Regions from separate parts of the Mus musculus genome. Here all the other regions are linked to region 3. Evidence: chromatin contacts called from public Hi-C data. All regions are on one chromosome and are shown on one strand. Each heading gives the region's core, a stretch centred on a gene start, on an enhancer-like site or on the middle of the called end of the contact. The rest is flanking DNA. Distances are from core to core; before and after follow the strand shown.

Region 1 (4,988 bases), core at 1,820-4,319, 170 kb after region 3:
AGTTTTACAATTAAAATGCTCTGAGGACTAATACTTGACATTTCCAGAAATGTGCTATTGATGCATCAGATGTGATCTAATTCTGTAGGACATTTCAACAAAAGAGCCACTCAAGTAGTTCACTGTATGATTTAAAAATAGTCCAGTGTTCTAAGGGAAAACTGGCCCAAACATTTTGAACTAAATGCTCAACAAGGACGATGATATTCTGAGTTAGGATCATTGCATAATGTCTTAAAAGAAGTTGAACTGAGGTTGAAGTGCGGGCAGTGAGCCCTGTGGACCGCTGCTCTCCTCCTCACCCTCAGTGTGATACTGAGGAAACTGGGCTAATAGGCACCTGAAGGTTGCCTTGTCTCAGTTTGACTTACTGAAGACCTCAGCTTGATTTTTATTAAATCTAGTATTGCTATTTTAAAACACTTTTAAATTTAAAAATGTATAAAATTGGCCTTGATTCAAAGATACTATAAAGGTTCATCCCCTGCATATGTCCAGGTTTTTCAGCTTGAGAATTTAAAATAGCTGTGCTGACAAACTTAGAGCCATAGAGAGCAGAGCTGAGGTCTCAGCGCAGGACAGAAGGTACTGTTAGCCCCTGGAGAGAAACCCACTGGACACGAGATTTAGCAGAGTTTATGGGCAAAAGAGAAACACATTGGCTTAGGTACTGGTTCTTTCTTTAAAACTTAACCTAAAGAGGGTTTTTTATTATGACCCCATCCCCCCCATCCCCAACTCCTAGGAAAAACAAAATAACATGTATCTGGGTGTGATGGCAAAAGCATGGTGACTTTTGAAGAGATGCCAGGCCTGGGCTGCATAGTGAGACCCCAAGTGAAAGTGAAAAAAGAAAGCTATAGAATTACTGTTGAATTGTTAATATTTCTGTCAGCTTTTAATGGAATTTTTTAAAGATAATATGGTTGACACCGAGTTTTCTCTCATCTGGTTTAAACCAAGAGCATAACTTGGAAAATGTAGAATAATCACCATTTAGTAGAAATCTAGTTCTGTGCTGTCTGTACAGGAGTAAATCATCTTTAAATTAAGCAAACGTTCAACTTTAGTTCTTGGTTTAATTAGTCCACATTTGATCACTCACTAGCCACACACAGTAAGGGGCTGCGTACGGTCAGGTCAGTGTGACGGAAGTCTTTTATGTCGTCAATGGCTGTCCTGATAGTCCGAGTCCCTGTCTGCCTTGCAGGGTGAGTGCTGTAATTCTGTGTTTCTCAGGATTCCAAATTGCCAATAAGCATCAAATTGAGCCTTACATCTCCTGCATTTTATTCTTTCTCCAGCTCTTTGCTGCAGGAAAGCTTTGCCAGACCCTGGGTGACACCTCCTGTTGCTACTCCAGAAATATTTGCAAATTAAGGGTTAGAATTGTCCCTGCTATGGTTCGGCAAATTGGTGATTTTTTTTTTTTTTATTTAAAAAAATGTGAAATTCAGTATATTTTAGCTTTGCTATCTGTACACCTGTCAGAATTAATATAAGCATTTGATCAGGTTCATGGATTGATTTAAAGACTGATTTTAGTTGCTCTCTTCCATATAGGCAGAGGCTGTTGAGAAATTGCTGAGGGTGAGATTTTTGCTCACTTAGGTTGAGAATTTGCGAGCGCTACATTGTTGCTATACTACATTGTTGCTATACTACATTGTTGCTATACTACATTGTTGCTATACTACATTGTTGCTATACTACATTGTTGCTATACTACATTGTTGCTATACTACATTGTTGCTATACTACATTGTTGCTATACTTCAGGTGCAGCTGGACTGCCCCTGGCTCTGCCCTTTGCCTTTTGCCTTTTTCTTTCTCCTTGGAAGTATTCTTTATGTGCAGTTGGGTTTCGCTGTGGTGTCAGCCTCCAGGAATATTGCACTGAACTCAAAGGGTGTACCAAAGAAATACTTAAAAATGTGCCACACAGAAGCTTGAGCAAGTTCAGCTTTTGTGTGTGTGAGTGTGCGCAGTGCATTCGTGAGTAGGGATCAGAGACCTCGTGGACTCAGTTCTTCCTTTGGGATCCCACAACAAACACAAGTTGTTGACTTGGTGGCAGGCATCTTTAACTGGTTCAGCTTTAATGTTAGTTTGCTGCACTCCTTTCAACAATTCTACATTTTTGCAAAGTTGGGACTTTGAAAAAAAGCAGGTGTCGTGAAAATCTGAGGGGAACAGGATACAAGGGAGACAGTGGCCAGTCTGATGACTGGGTTTGAGAAGTTTTCCATTGCCAACATGAGTGAGCTTTTGGGACCAACATCCTCTTAGGTGGTTTGGGCCTGACTATGTAGTAAGCAAGTGGCTCAGTGCTTGCTTTGGCTTGGGGGTTGGGGAATCTATGAAGAAAGAAATTGTCCCTGAAAACCAGAAGGTTTGAGAGCCGGCAGTAGGTGCCAATGTGTCTGTCCTTTATGCTTCCCGTAGCCCTCCGGTCTGTTGTCTGTAGTTAGCATTCTGGCACTGGCTTATGTCCCCAGTTACAGGATTTCTTTGCTGTAAGGTTAATCATTTGCCTTTCCATATAGTAGTCACTAAAAACTGGTCACTAAATCCCACGTGTACTAAGGAGAGGAATTTTGTTCTGTTTATTTGAAGTATAAAAAAAGTGTGAACATGTCAAATCCACCACAGAACTAATAAAATTCTGGAGGCATGTACCTATCCCATTCTCTAGTTCAAATATCCCATGCCTCTAGTTAAACATTCATGAATAAACTCAGCCAGCAACAGTTATTAGGAAATTAGCATTTACCTAGTGGTATTGATTAATTTATTATTGTCCTAATTTTGAGTCCTTAATTATTCCAGTAATTCTGTTTAGAAAAAAAGTTTTGTTGTTGTTGTTGTTGTTGTTGTTGTTGTTGTTGTTTGTAAGACCAGTCTAGGGTTATGTGTGTCGTTGTTTAATCTCTTAGAGTTCTTCAGACCTTGCCTGGGTTTGTATGTGTGATGTATGTGTGTTAGAAGTCACATGACTGAGCAGGTACTGCTGATGCTCATGTCTGTAACTTGGTTAAATGTTGTCTGCCAAACTTCTGCACGTGAGGCTACTGTTTGCACTTCTGTGGGAACAATGCGCATGTCTTACTTTTCCAGCTAGTCTCAGAATCTGGGCTTCTCTTTAATCTGAAGCACAGGTAGGTTTGTTCATAACTTAGTGAACTTTTAATGTGTTTTCCAAAGTAAGAACTATTCTTTTTAAAGGTTTATTCCCCTAGTTCCTGTTAACTGTAAGATTTTGTTTGTTTGTTTTGTTTTTGTTTGTTTGTAGATGTTCTTTACTAAGATGAGCACGTTTTCCTTTATTCCCGGTTGGCTGAGAGTTCTTATCATGAAGGGGTATTGGATTTTGTCAAACACTTTTTCTGTGTGTAATGACTCTCACTTGTTTTCCTGATTGTTTTGTCTTATCTTTAAAGATTAATTTGGTGCTGTGTGTGCAGTTTGGATTATTGTCACGGTACAAAGAGTAGGCCTATAGTTTGACGTCCATCCCTGTTTCTCAGTCTTTAGTCCTCATAATTTATTCATCTGTTTATTGTTTCTTTTGAGACAGGTTTCTCTCTGTAGCTCTGCTCAAGAGATTCACCTGCCTCTGTCCCCAGAGTGCTGGAACAAAGGTGTGCGCTGTCACTGCCCAGCTGAAATGAATTATTTTTATAGATGGGAGTTGACCTGTAGAGCCAGCTTCAGTTTCTAGGCAACCTTACCCAGTCAGAGTACTCAGCATGCTTCGATGCCAGATGGCCCATAATGCTTCTCTTTCACTGAGGGTCTTTAACTCAAATGTGTAATTTATACTTAATTTGTCATATTTTTAAAACTTTTGAGAAAAATTATATCCCTATGTTGGATAGTACCCTGACATTCTTATTTTGCACAGAAACTTAAATGTATTTTAGACTGTGGGATTGAGAGCTTTGATATGATCTTAAAAATAATGTGTCTTTTTGGCAAGACATGGATTATTTAAACATGAAAAAATACTTTCTGAAACACCAACTTTTTAGGAATTTCAAATATATTTGGATTGGTAATTATTTGACTGTGATACTCATGTGCCAGGATGGGTCCTAAAGGTTATATGTATCTTACATTCTGAGTAAAATAATTTTGGTTTTTAAATTTCTGTGCCTTCTGTGATAGTATAATTAAGTTTCCTTTTTTATTCTTTTAATAAAACAATTCCAAGAAGACTGGAAAGGAGAAAAGGTAGACTATGAGCGTGTAACTAGTTGCTGGGGAAGGCTTACCTTGGTCTGTCTCTCTTTAAAGGTTAATTTGGTGCTGCCCGTGAAGTTTGATTTTGGAGCCCCACATTTGATCCTTTTTTTTTTTTTTCCCTGCTTGCTCCGGTCAACCCCGCTTGCTCCGGCCCAAAGATTTATTTATTAATAATAATAATGGTAATTATTATTATTATTAAGTACACTGTTGCTGTCCTCAGACACACCAGAAGAGGGCATCAGATCTCATTACAGATGATTGTGAGCCACCATGTAGTTGCTGGGATTTGAACTCAGGTTAAGAGCAGTCAGTGCTCTTAACGGCTGAGCTATCTCTCCAGCCCACCTTTGATCCTTTCATGTGTATTTTATTTCTCCTTACCTTTGACTAAACTTTTCAGAGAGTGATTTTACTGACTGGTCATGTGCTTCCTGTGGAGAGCAGACAAGTAAAGTTCCTTTATGCACTGCTTGAAGTAAAATAACTTAAATTACTTAGTTTAGCATTTCCTAAAAGAAAGGAACAGGACTTCAACAATTAATTTCTAGGAATAAAGGAGAAGAATTTTGCTATATTTTCTCATTTCCTATGGTGTTTCCTAATGTATCTAACAGAATAGATATAATAGTTATTAGACATGAATATGTTGCTTTCTACTGAGTTCAACTTTTGAAGGGTAATTTTCAGCCAAGCAGAGAAGAGTAGAAGATAGTTTGATGAAATAAAGTACTTGGTGGGTA
Region 2 (4,506 bases), core at 1,804-4,303, 150 kb before region 3:
AATATTTTCTGCACACACTGCCAACATTCACCCTCGGACCTGAGGGAGACTTTGCCATCCCTCTAAGCCTCCCCTGGAGAAATCTTTGCCTCTTCCAAGGGCTGACACTGGGAGCCTGACATGGCTGTGCCTTTGTCAACAGCACATACCCACTCAGGGCTTCTCATAAGCCCCCAGTGAGTCAGAGGCATCTGGAAGGGTCCAGACTGAACTGGATCACGAGAAAAGAGAGTGGGGGAGAGTGAGACAGGAAGGGAAGAGAGAGGGCAAGCAGACCAAGAAAGGAGCCAAGGACCAAGGGAGGAAGAAGAAGGAGGAGGAGGATGGAAGAGGGAGGAGGAGGAAGAGGAGGAGGAGGAGGAGAGAACCAAGGGGCAAGAGGTCAAGAAGGCCAAGAGGAAGTCAGCCAGGAGCCAAATGACAGTTTTATATAGGAATGAGGAGTTGGGGGAGGGACGAGGAAACCCCCCTGCCCCTGGGAGGGAAAGGTTTAGGGTAGGTTGGGGTGAAAAGGGCTGGGAGGAACCACTGTGAGCCTTGGCCCACTTTCTTTGGGACCTGACTGTTGACAGGAAGGCTATGGGTAGGAAAGTCAATGTGTTGTGGTCCCCTCATGAGGACCTGAAGATTGGTTGTGGAAATAAGAACAATTCAGTTTATGGCCAGAACATTTAAGGCCTGCCAACTCTCTGTGATTCCAGGCGATGCCTGTAATCTTCGTAGCCCTATGAGTGGAGGGTCATATTAAAGAAGGCCATGCCTGTGTGGCCCTGTGCCCACTAGTTGGTGCTCACTGCTTGTGGGTTGGAGTGGTTAGAGGAGGCTTCTGAGACTGGAAGCCCCCTGCAAATAGGGAATGCAGAGTTCATCTCTCTATCGCCATCCCTAGCCCATTCCTAGACACCAGGGGTCAATGAAAAGAAAAAAAGAAATATATAAAGAGGAAAGGAAAGGAGAGGTATGGTAGAGGAAAAGCTTATTGTAGATAAAAGAGAGAGTGAGGCAGACACATCTGGGAGAGTCCAGAGTGGACTGAGCTGGCACATGCAGGGAGATGGGACACCAGGTGAAGCATCTAAGAGGCTAAAGGTACAAATGACGCTGGTGACCCAAATAGCTGGATTATAGTGAAAAACTTCTGTGGGGAAAGACAGCTCAGCCTCTGGGCTGGAGAGCTCAGGGCAGAGGATGGGGTATGCCAGCCAAACCCTGTAACAGGTAGGGACTGAGAGAACAGGGACAGGGAAAGTCTGGAGGCCAGGTCTGCTTTGCTATGTAAATAGACTCCTCAGCCATCTGTCCTGGTTTGAAACCTAACAAGGAGTCATTCAATAAATTCATTTGAAAGGCATAGATGATGGGCATGGAGCTGGGGCTGAGTCTGGAAGGACAGGACTTGTCCGGTGTCTAGGAGAAGGGAGGATCTTGTGCCCAGCACATGGGGCTGGGCTTCCTGCTGTTTGCTGACAACTTGCTTGCAGAAAAGCATTTAATGGCTGGGCTCCTTTTCCAAGTGCTGATTGTGGTCAGCCCATAGCCTTTCAGTCCATCTGGCAGAGGGATACATAGCCTCATCAGCATGCCTTAATCCTATCAGGACACAGAGTCCAGGATCCTGGCATTCCACAGACATGGGAGAGAGGAGGGGCGAGTGGGTGCTGGAGGGGGTTGGGGTGGGGTGGGGGTGGAGCAGTCTGAAGCCCCAGGCCCCTAAGCAGAGCTTGGTGAAGTTTTAGCCCCAGCATCGGGTAACTGAGGATATGGAGGGAGTACAGATTTTTTTTTCTTTCAGGAAATCTGGAGGAATTTGGAGTTCTTTATGGAATGTGGGGATAGTTTGGCTCATTGATTATTTATGCAGGCTTTTCAAACATTTGCATAGAACAAGCTAACCTTTGCAGGGCTGTCAGGTGTGGTGTACCTTGTAATCCCAGCATTTGGAAGACAGAGGCAGGAAGCTTGCCATCAGCTTGAAGCCAGCCTCTCCACACAGCAGGTTCCAGTCCAGTCAGGGCCATGTCAAGATCCTGTCTCAAAGAGAGCTCTGTACATTTTCTAGCAAAAGTGCCAGACTGTCAGTGGGATCCAAATGATTCCACAAATAGTCCTCTTTAGTAAAAAGACGTGGCCATGGGAAGCCTCGGCAGAGCCTCAGGGCCTGCAGCCCACACGACAGCTCCTTCACAGTCCTTGTCCATTTTATTCCTGCAGACATTGGGCTCAGAACGATTTTAGTTCACTACTAAAGAATAAACCCAGTGTGTGAAGGATGTGTACTCATTGGGTCTGGCTGGAACCTTTCCTGTCTGGCTCCCAAATAAAGCTATTTGGATTTACTCCAAGCCTCACAGAGCTGACTGAGCTTAGGGCTGGAAGATCTGCTAGCTGACAACCTCCTTTTCCAGTTGACCAAAATTCCAGGACCATCAGGGACTCTTCAGGGTTATTTCTGGGCACTGGGTGTTAGTACCAGGACACTCCAAGCCTCGGCCTAACAATGTGACCCTTGACCTGCGTTGCCAGGACAACGACCCTCAATCCCACAACCCATTTGGCTCAGTTCCCACCCTCACTGGCATGACATCATTTTCTATATAAATTAGGAAGTCACCTCTTCCTTTCTCTCTTTTTCCTTTTCTCTGCCCTTCTACCTGCTTCGCTGCCCCCAAACCTCTCCCATGTGGAACCACCTTGGTCTGGTCTGCTGTCTGGTCTATCCACTCAAAATATTTCTAGATTAATATTATATGATATTAATTAACATACCACTGGGCAATGGGGTGGTTGATTTTGGATTTTTCCAGTTTCTAGTGTGTCACCCAATGGATGCCAAGAATTACATTAGACATCTTTGGCAAATTGAGAAAATGCTCACAACAGAATTACTGGTGTCAAGACCCTGACAAGAAGCACACAGAGGCATCTAGACTAACATATTAAAACCCACTAAACATGCTAAACAGACTGTAGAGGGTAGCAATCTGCAGTACTGAGTGTTTCAAGATAAGGTCTCTCTGTCCTGGAAATCACTCTGTAGACCTGATTGGCCGAGAACTCAGGATCTGCCTGCCTCTGCCTTCCAAGTTCTTTAAAGGCTTGTGCCACCACTGCCCAGCTTTACTGAATTTAACTTGGTTAAATTTTATTTAAGCTGCAGCTGACCAGTCGCCTTGTTTGGATTGGAGACTGAGGTCCAGCAAAAAGGAGGAGTGGCTTTTAAAGGCAAAAACCACTTTTTTTTTTTTTTTTTTTTGGATGTGCACTTCTGCAGGTGGGAGGTCGTATCTGGGGTCTTTTGCATACCTGGAATTCCTAGTCTTACAGCTTCAGGTTGCTTACAGGGCTGGCCTCAGAACTTTAAGATCTCAGCTATTACAGTGAGGATCATGCACGCTATGTGGAATGCAGGTATGTGTTCTTAGCACTGAGCCTTAGCCCAGAATTGCAAAGAAAGTCAACCTTTTCAGACCTGCCTTCTCCATCAAAAGGTCGTTAGGCAAAACGGGCATCATCATGCTATGCCAGGCCCTAACTACTTAAACAGGATCCCCTTGGTGGGCTGAGATGCTACCACCAAGTTCCCTTTCTGGATGAAAAACCAAACACTGGCTTGCCTCACAGCCAGACCCAGGTAGCAGACTCCAGGTTCTGCCTGAACACGGACCTACCAAGTTGCAAATATAGTAGAGCTGGCAGCACGGGCAATAGACAACCTTCAATCCTGAGAGTTCCAGAAGGATGTCTCCCTACACAGCACTAGGGACAGCATGTCAGAGAACCAGTCCAACTCCACCCCGTCCCCACCGGGCCAGCTGCTGGGAGTGTCACGGCCTTCTGAGGGTCTTTTGCTGACTAGACATCTGCCTCATACCTATCCTAGCACACATTGGGCACACCCATACCTTGTGATGGTGCATGGTGATGAGCAGGTGGACAGACAATGGCCACACATTTTCAGACAGTTTCAGGAAGCAAGGGCTGGAGCCCAGTAGACAGAGAACATAGCAGAAAAGGAACGGACTTAGTTATCTGTTAACATCCAAAAGGGATCAGAAAGGCATGCTTGGTTGTGTGGGAAAGCTTTTGCTTGCTTTGGAAACGTGTACTAAGGGAGAGGTCTAGACCTAGGCTGATCACTTCAGAAAGTGTAGAAGTGGGGGTGGAGGTGGGCACCTCACGGCAGGTGTACAGAAGGATTGGGAACTTCAGTGGCCTGGGGTTGTCATACTGAAGACAGAGAGGTTGTTGGAAAGGAGTGGCCTTCATTGGTGGTTTTTTGGATGAGCCACCTGTCAGGTCTCAAGAACTCTCAGAAAGATCCTTACTTTACTTCTTCCGTGTGAAATCAAGAAAAGGGGGTGGGGGGAAGAAAAGAAAAGAAAAATCCTGATTTTCTTTTAATAGTAATCAAAACTTCCAAAATAGTTGGTTTTTTTAAGTCCATTTCTTTAATAATACAATTAGGTGTATAGGGATATTTAAATGTGACCTACATCTGGCAAGTAC
Region 3 (4,668 bases), core at 385-2,884:
TTGGCCACCAGGAAATTCACAGCCAACTTTAACACATGAACGCTGGCGGTGTCAGGGCCCTGTAGGCCTACACTTCCCTGTCTTGGGGCGAGGAGGAGACCTAGGCTCTCGTGATTTGCACAGACAAGGCAGGCAGAAGTTTTTACTCTCGAAGCTCTATCAAAACAAACGAGCTCTGATTCAGGATCTCAGTTTACTTCTAGTCCAGAGCCACATGGGCAGACCTGAGTGACAAGTCTTATCTTCACTGCGAAGATGCAGGGGCGCTGTTAAGGCGAGGAGTGACTAGATCTGAATCATGTTTGGAGAAACCCCACACATATGGTGGAGGAGAGAAGAGGCTGGCCCAGAGGAAGGTAGTGGTGCTTATTAAATACCCACAGACTGACTGGATAACCTTGGCTTAAGTGACTACAGTAACCTCAGAGTGTTTGTTGAGTGGGGACTACAGCCTCTCAGTCAAGCACAGTTGGATGGCTTGGTCTGAACATGAGCCAGCTGGCCAGTGTGATCCCAAACAGAAAAAAAAAAAAATCAAAATCAAAACAAAACAATAAAACTACTCCACAGTCACAGCAAGCCATTGCATAAGGAGGACAGTGTGAGCAATGTCTTGTGGTAGAAAAGCAGTGAAGGCAGTCACTTACAGGCACAGCAGGTAATTTCTGTATCTAGACAGGGCCTCTTTGCTGAGAGTGTGGGAGGGACACTCACCTCATCTCTGTGAAGGAAGTGAAGCACCAAGAAAGGTTACTGGCTTAGGGTCAGACCTAGATCTGTGATTTCTGTCACTTATTAACTGGATAGCCTTGAGCAGCCCCAAGAGCCAGTGCCTTCATTCGTAAAGAAGGTTAAAGACCCATTTCCAGGCACAGGAGGGTAAAATAAGGGAAAGCTATGAATTCTAAGGGATTAGAGTAACTTTTTAATTTTTATGATTCCACTTTGTATGCCCCACACATCCCAGGCAGAAAGAAAAATATTTAAAAGATGACATTGTTATGTTCCCATGAGTAGCCTGGGATATCTGTTTTGGGGCTTTTTATACCTTTAAATAGCAGAATCCCTAGCTAGTCTGTGTTGTCCCTTTAAATCTAAGGATGGGGGGTCACAGATCTTCCAATTTAGCTGCTAAGCCTTTAAATAATGGGCTTGCCCACCTCCACCCTTGCACTGTTCCCTGGGCTTCTGGGATGTCTCTCAGGTAATTCCAGTACTCTTGGCGGCTGCCCCAGTTCACAGCTGCCACAGGGATCAGCTACTCAAAAAAACTGTTGCTGAATTAATATTGGCAGTGTGTGTGGGTTATATTTGCAGAGCATTGGCAGGCACCAGGGACCTACTGGTTAAAGTCCATTCTAACCTTTCCTCTGTCATGCTTGAAAAATATGGGAGGTTTTCTGCTGCTGTTGGTAGCTGAAGACCGCCCCATTCTCCGCTTCCCCTAGATTACGTGTGGTGGAATACTTCTCACGCAAGAAGGAGAAAAATGTCCTGGTTGAAGTGAAAATCCTTTCCTCAGAGGACCAGTTGCTGTCAACTGGCAGTTTTGGGTCGTTTCTTTGCTGTTCCCTCTGGTCTGTCCAGCAGGTGGTGGAGTTCCAGCAGCCTTGTCCCCAGTCAGACTGTCCTGTAATGCTCAGCACGTGATAGGCGACTGCTGTCTGACTCACTCCTGCTGCCTCTGGCTCTGGGGCTGTGTAAACACCACAAGGAACGGCAAGAACAGAGTACTCCAAGCTTTTCCTGTAGTTTCCCTCATCAAACAAAGAACAAATTCGTGTTGACTGAATATAGAACTGCCTGTGTCAGCTGGGATTTAAACTCTTAATCACTTTATTCTTAGCAAAGACCCAGAAAGAAACCCTAAATTGTTTCTTTGTTCATTATCCACCTATGAAAACACATTTGTTAACAGTACTGAATGTATCATGATAGACAGCTGAATCCAAATTATTCTTGAGAAACAGATTAATCCAGTGTGCTGCTGAGTGCCTGTGACCCCAGCCTTGGGGTTTGGGTAGAGATAGGTGGATTTCTGAAGCTCATTGGCCAGCCTGGCTGGGCAAATGGGAGAGCTACAGGTTCAATGAGAGATCCTAGCTCCAGAAGCAATGGAAGATTGATCAAGGAAAGGTAGCTGATATTGAAAGTCATGCATGTGAGCATGTGCAATAAAGAAAAATGAAAAAAAAAACCAACTTTAAAAAGTCAGCAGCTAAAGAGGAAACAACAACAACAGAGAAAAGAGAGAGAGAGAGAGAGAGAGAGAGGAGAGAGAGAGAGAAAAGAAAGTGGGAACATCCGTTATAGGCAAAACTTCAAGCCCCCAAATGTTCACACTCACACATTTCAAATTAGACATTTCAAAAACAGTGATTAAAAAAAAAAAAAGGTTTTAGAAAAATGTAAAAACGAAGCACTTCTAGGTTTGCTTCTCAGTTTCTTCAGAAAGTCTATATAACATTGCTTTTGTTTGGCCCCTGCTGTCTTCAGACTCATTTGGTTAGAGACTTAATTTGGTGGCTGAAACAGGGATCAATGCTAGAGGAAAATTTGGGTCAGAGTCTTTCTTAGAGTATTACCAATGGCAGATAGCTCCTCTCATGCCTTAGAGAGCCACCTCCAAAGGTATATGGTGTCCCTGTGATGGTTAAATACTAATTGGATGCAATGGAGAATCACCTGGGAAGGGGGTCTTAATGAGGGACTATCTATCCATCAGATTGGGGGATTGATGTGTGAAGGCCCAGCCTAAATGGTGTGTGGGTGACACTCTTTCCTGTCTCTAGGCTTTGGGTTGTACAAACAAGGAGAAGATAAGCAGAGAGTATATATATGCATCCATTTCTCTCTGCTCTTGGTTGTGGATATGACATAATCAACTATTTTAAGTTCTCACTGCCGTGACTTCCCTGTAGCAATCACCATATAACATGGAACTGTGAACTAAGATGAACCCTTCCTCACTCAGTGGCCTTTTCAGGGTATTTTATCACAGCGACTAGTGTTGTGATCTTGAATGTCTCGGGGCTTCAGAAGGACCACACCAGGCCACACAGTTCCATGTGAGGTTTATTGGTAGAGAGAGGAGCAAGGTGGTGGCAGAGAAGGGGGAAAGAGAGAAAGAGAGATTGGGGGGGGGGCTTTCTTTATGTATAGGTGATAATGTAACACAGGTAAAGGTGGGAAGTGAGCCAAGTGGATTCTGGGAATATGGTGGCTGTTGCCTTGGCAACAGGTCTGCATGTCTCGCTTATGTGATGTCACAGGTTTTGGAGGTCCTGATACAAACAACTAGAAAGGAAACTAGTAGTTCAGGTATGGAATAAGACATTTATGAGAACCTCTTATATGAGCAAATCAGGAACACATCATCTTATGGGGTTCCTTAAGAGAATTCTGCATGTCACAGGGTCACATACACATGATTTCTCTGTTAAGACCCTAGTTACTTGGAGTCATAAAGGACAGGAAGGATTTCTCTCTTTGTTCAGAGTTCAAGAACTCTCATACAGTTAAATTCTGTACTATATGTAGTGGTATGTTGCCATAGCTTTCAGATTTTCCTGCCTCTGATAAGCCAATCATCAAACACTTCTTCCTTACAAAATAGCAGTGGAAAGCTAGGGCAGAGGCAGCGATGTGGGAACATCCATCCATCCCATCCTTCCCTTCCATTCTCCAGATAGCTACTAGTGGCTTTTGCTCAGAGGCCTCTTTTCACCTGATTGATTGCTAAAGTTGGGGCTGACTTTGGCACCATCTAGCCAGACACAGTGCTGGAGGATCCAAGAGTTCTACATCTTGATCCAAAGGCAGCAGTAGGAGATTCTCTTCCACATACTGGGTGGGGTCTGAGCACAGGACCTCAAAGCTCACCCCCACAGTGATATACTTCCTTCAACAAGGCTACACCTACTCCAACAAGGCCACACCTCCTAATAGTGGCACTTCCCATAGTCTAGACATATTCAAACCACCACAGTACAAGAGCTTTTCTCACCTCTAGCCATCCTAACAGGCATGCCTAGCTACCTGTCCCCACTTTCTAGTCAAGGAGCTGTGAAAAGATGTATTCACTGTGTCCACACTGGGAAGAAGAGATAAAGGGGTCCAGTGAGCCTAGTCCATCTTTGGGATGCTGACATCCACTCGATTTAAGTAAAGGGAGAGAGGTGAACATAATCAAGCAGTCCTAGTCGAGATACCACCCCATCCTGCCCACCACTGAAGGTGGTCCATGAATTGTTAAGTCTCTTCACCAGTCATCCTCAAGGGAGCATGGTGCTTGCTACAAGATGACTCCTGTGCCCAGATAGCAGTCTCACCCTGTAGGTAAATATCCTCACGGTAGGAGAGGTGAGTTTGTCCTGTGGAATTTTGCTCTTTCTAGAATCCAAGGTGAATATAGGTTAAGGCCAGTGACAACTCTGTGTTGTTAGCCTTGTGGACCAAGTAAGGAGTTAATGCTTTTTTTTTTCTTCTTCAAAAAAGCTTCTAAATGTCTAATTTAAAGCTACCCAATCCTTGAAATTATTGTCATTATTAACTGGTCCTATTTCATTTAGAGATACCTTCTTTGTGAACCCATGTGCCCCACATTATAAGAGCTCTCCTTTTCTTGTCTTTTCCACCAAATAGTAAAGTTGTAAGTACAGCAAGTGG

What was found. Hi-C and Micro-C count contacts between places; a contact is called where the count stands out from the background.
Region 1: a contact with region 3 is called in a Hi-C map of liver, with 2.0 times the contacts expected there. The contact joins two enhancer-like sites. A contact is called at or near these places in 1 of 15 datasets of contacts at CTCF or cohesin (the NIH/3T3 cell line), 1 of 484 Hi-C or Micro-C datasets (liver) and 1 of 115 datasets of contacts at active chromatin or transcription factors (vascular smooth muscle cells).
Region 2: a Hi-C map of liver shows a contact between it and region 3, with 2.8 times the contacts expected there. The contact joins two enhancer-like sites. A contact is called at or near these places in 5 of 484 Hi-C or Micro-C datasets (the HL-1 cell line, liver and uterus).

What each region holds. Positions count from the first base shown.
Region 1 is chr11:22,267,377-22,272,364 of GRCm38.p6, reverse strand. All of the region lies in intron 2 of Ehbp1 (EH domain binding protein 1), which reads left to right. Among named protein-coding and RNA genes, the nearest start is that of Ehbp1, 17 kb to the left of the region's middle. Within about 2 kb of position 3,069, at least 10 of the 459 cell types and tissues checked have an H3K27ac peak or open chromatin away from gene starts, as enhancers often do. A contact at or near this core is called in liver, where this site is marked.
Region 2 is chr11:22,585,773-22,590,278 of GRCm38.p6, reverse strand. No RefSeq gene overlaps it. Among named protein-coding and RNA genes, the nearest start is that of Gm51939, 3.6 kb to the right of the region's middle. Within about 2 kb of position 3,053, at least 92 of the 459 cell types and tissues checked have an H3K27ac peak or open chromatin away from gene starts, as enhancers often do. A contact at or near this core is called in liver and uterus, where this site is marked.
Region 3 is chr11:22,434,672-22,439,339 of GRCm38.p6, reverse strand. All of the region lies in intron 2 of Gm39609 (a long non-coding RNA gene), which reads left to right. Among named protein-coding and RNA genes, the nearest start is that of Gm39609, 6.3 kb to the left of the region's middle. Within about 2 kb of position 1,634, at least 152 of the 459 cell types and tissues checked have an H3K27ac peak or open chromatin away from gene starts, as enhancers often do. A contact at or near this core is called in liver and uterus, where this site is marked.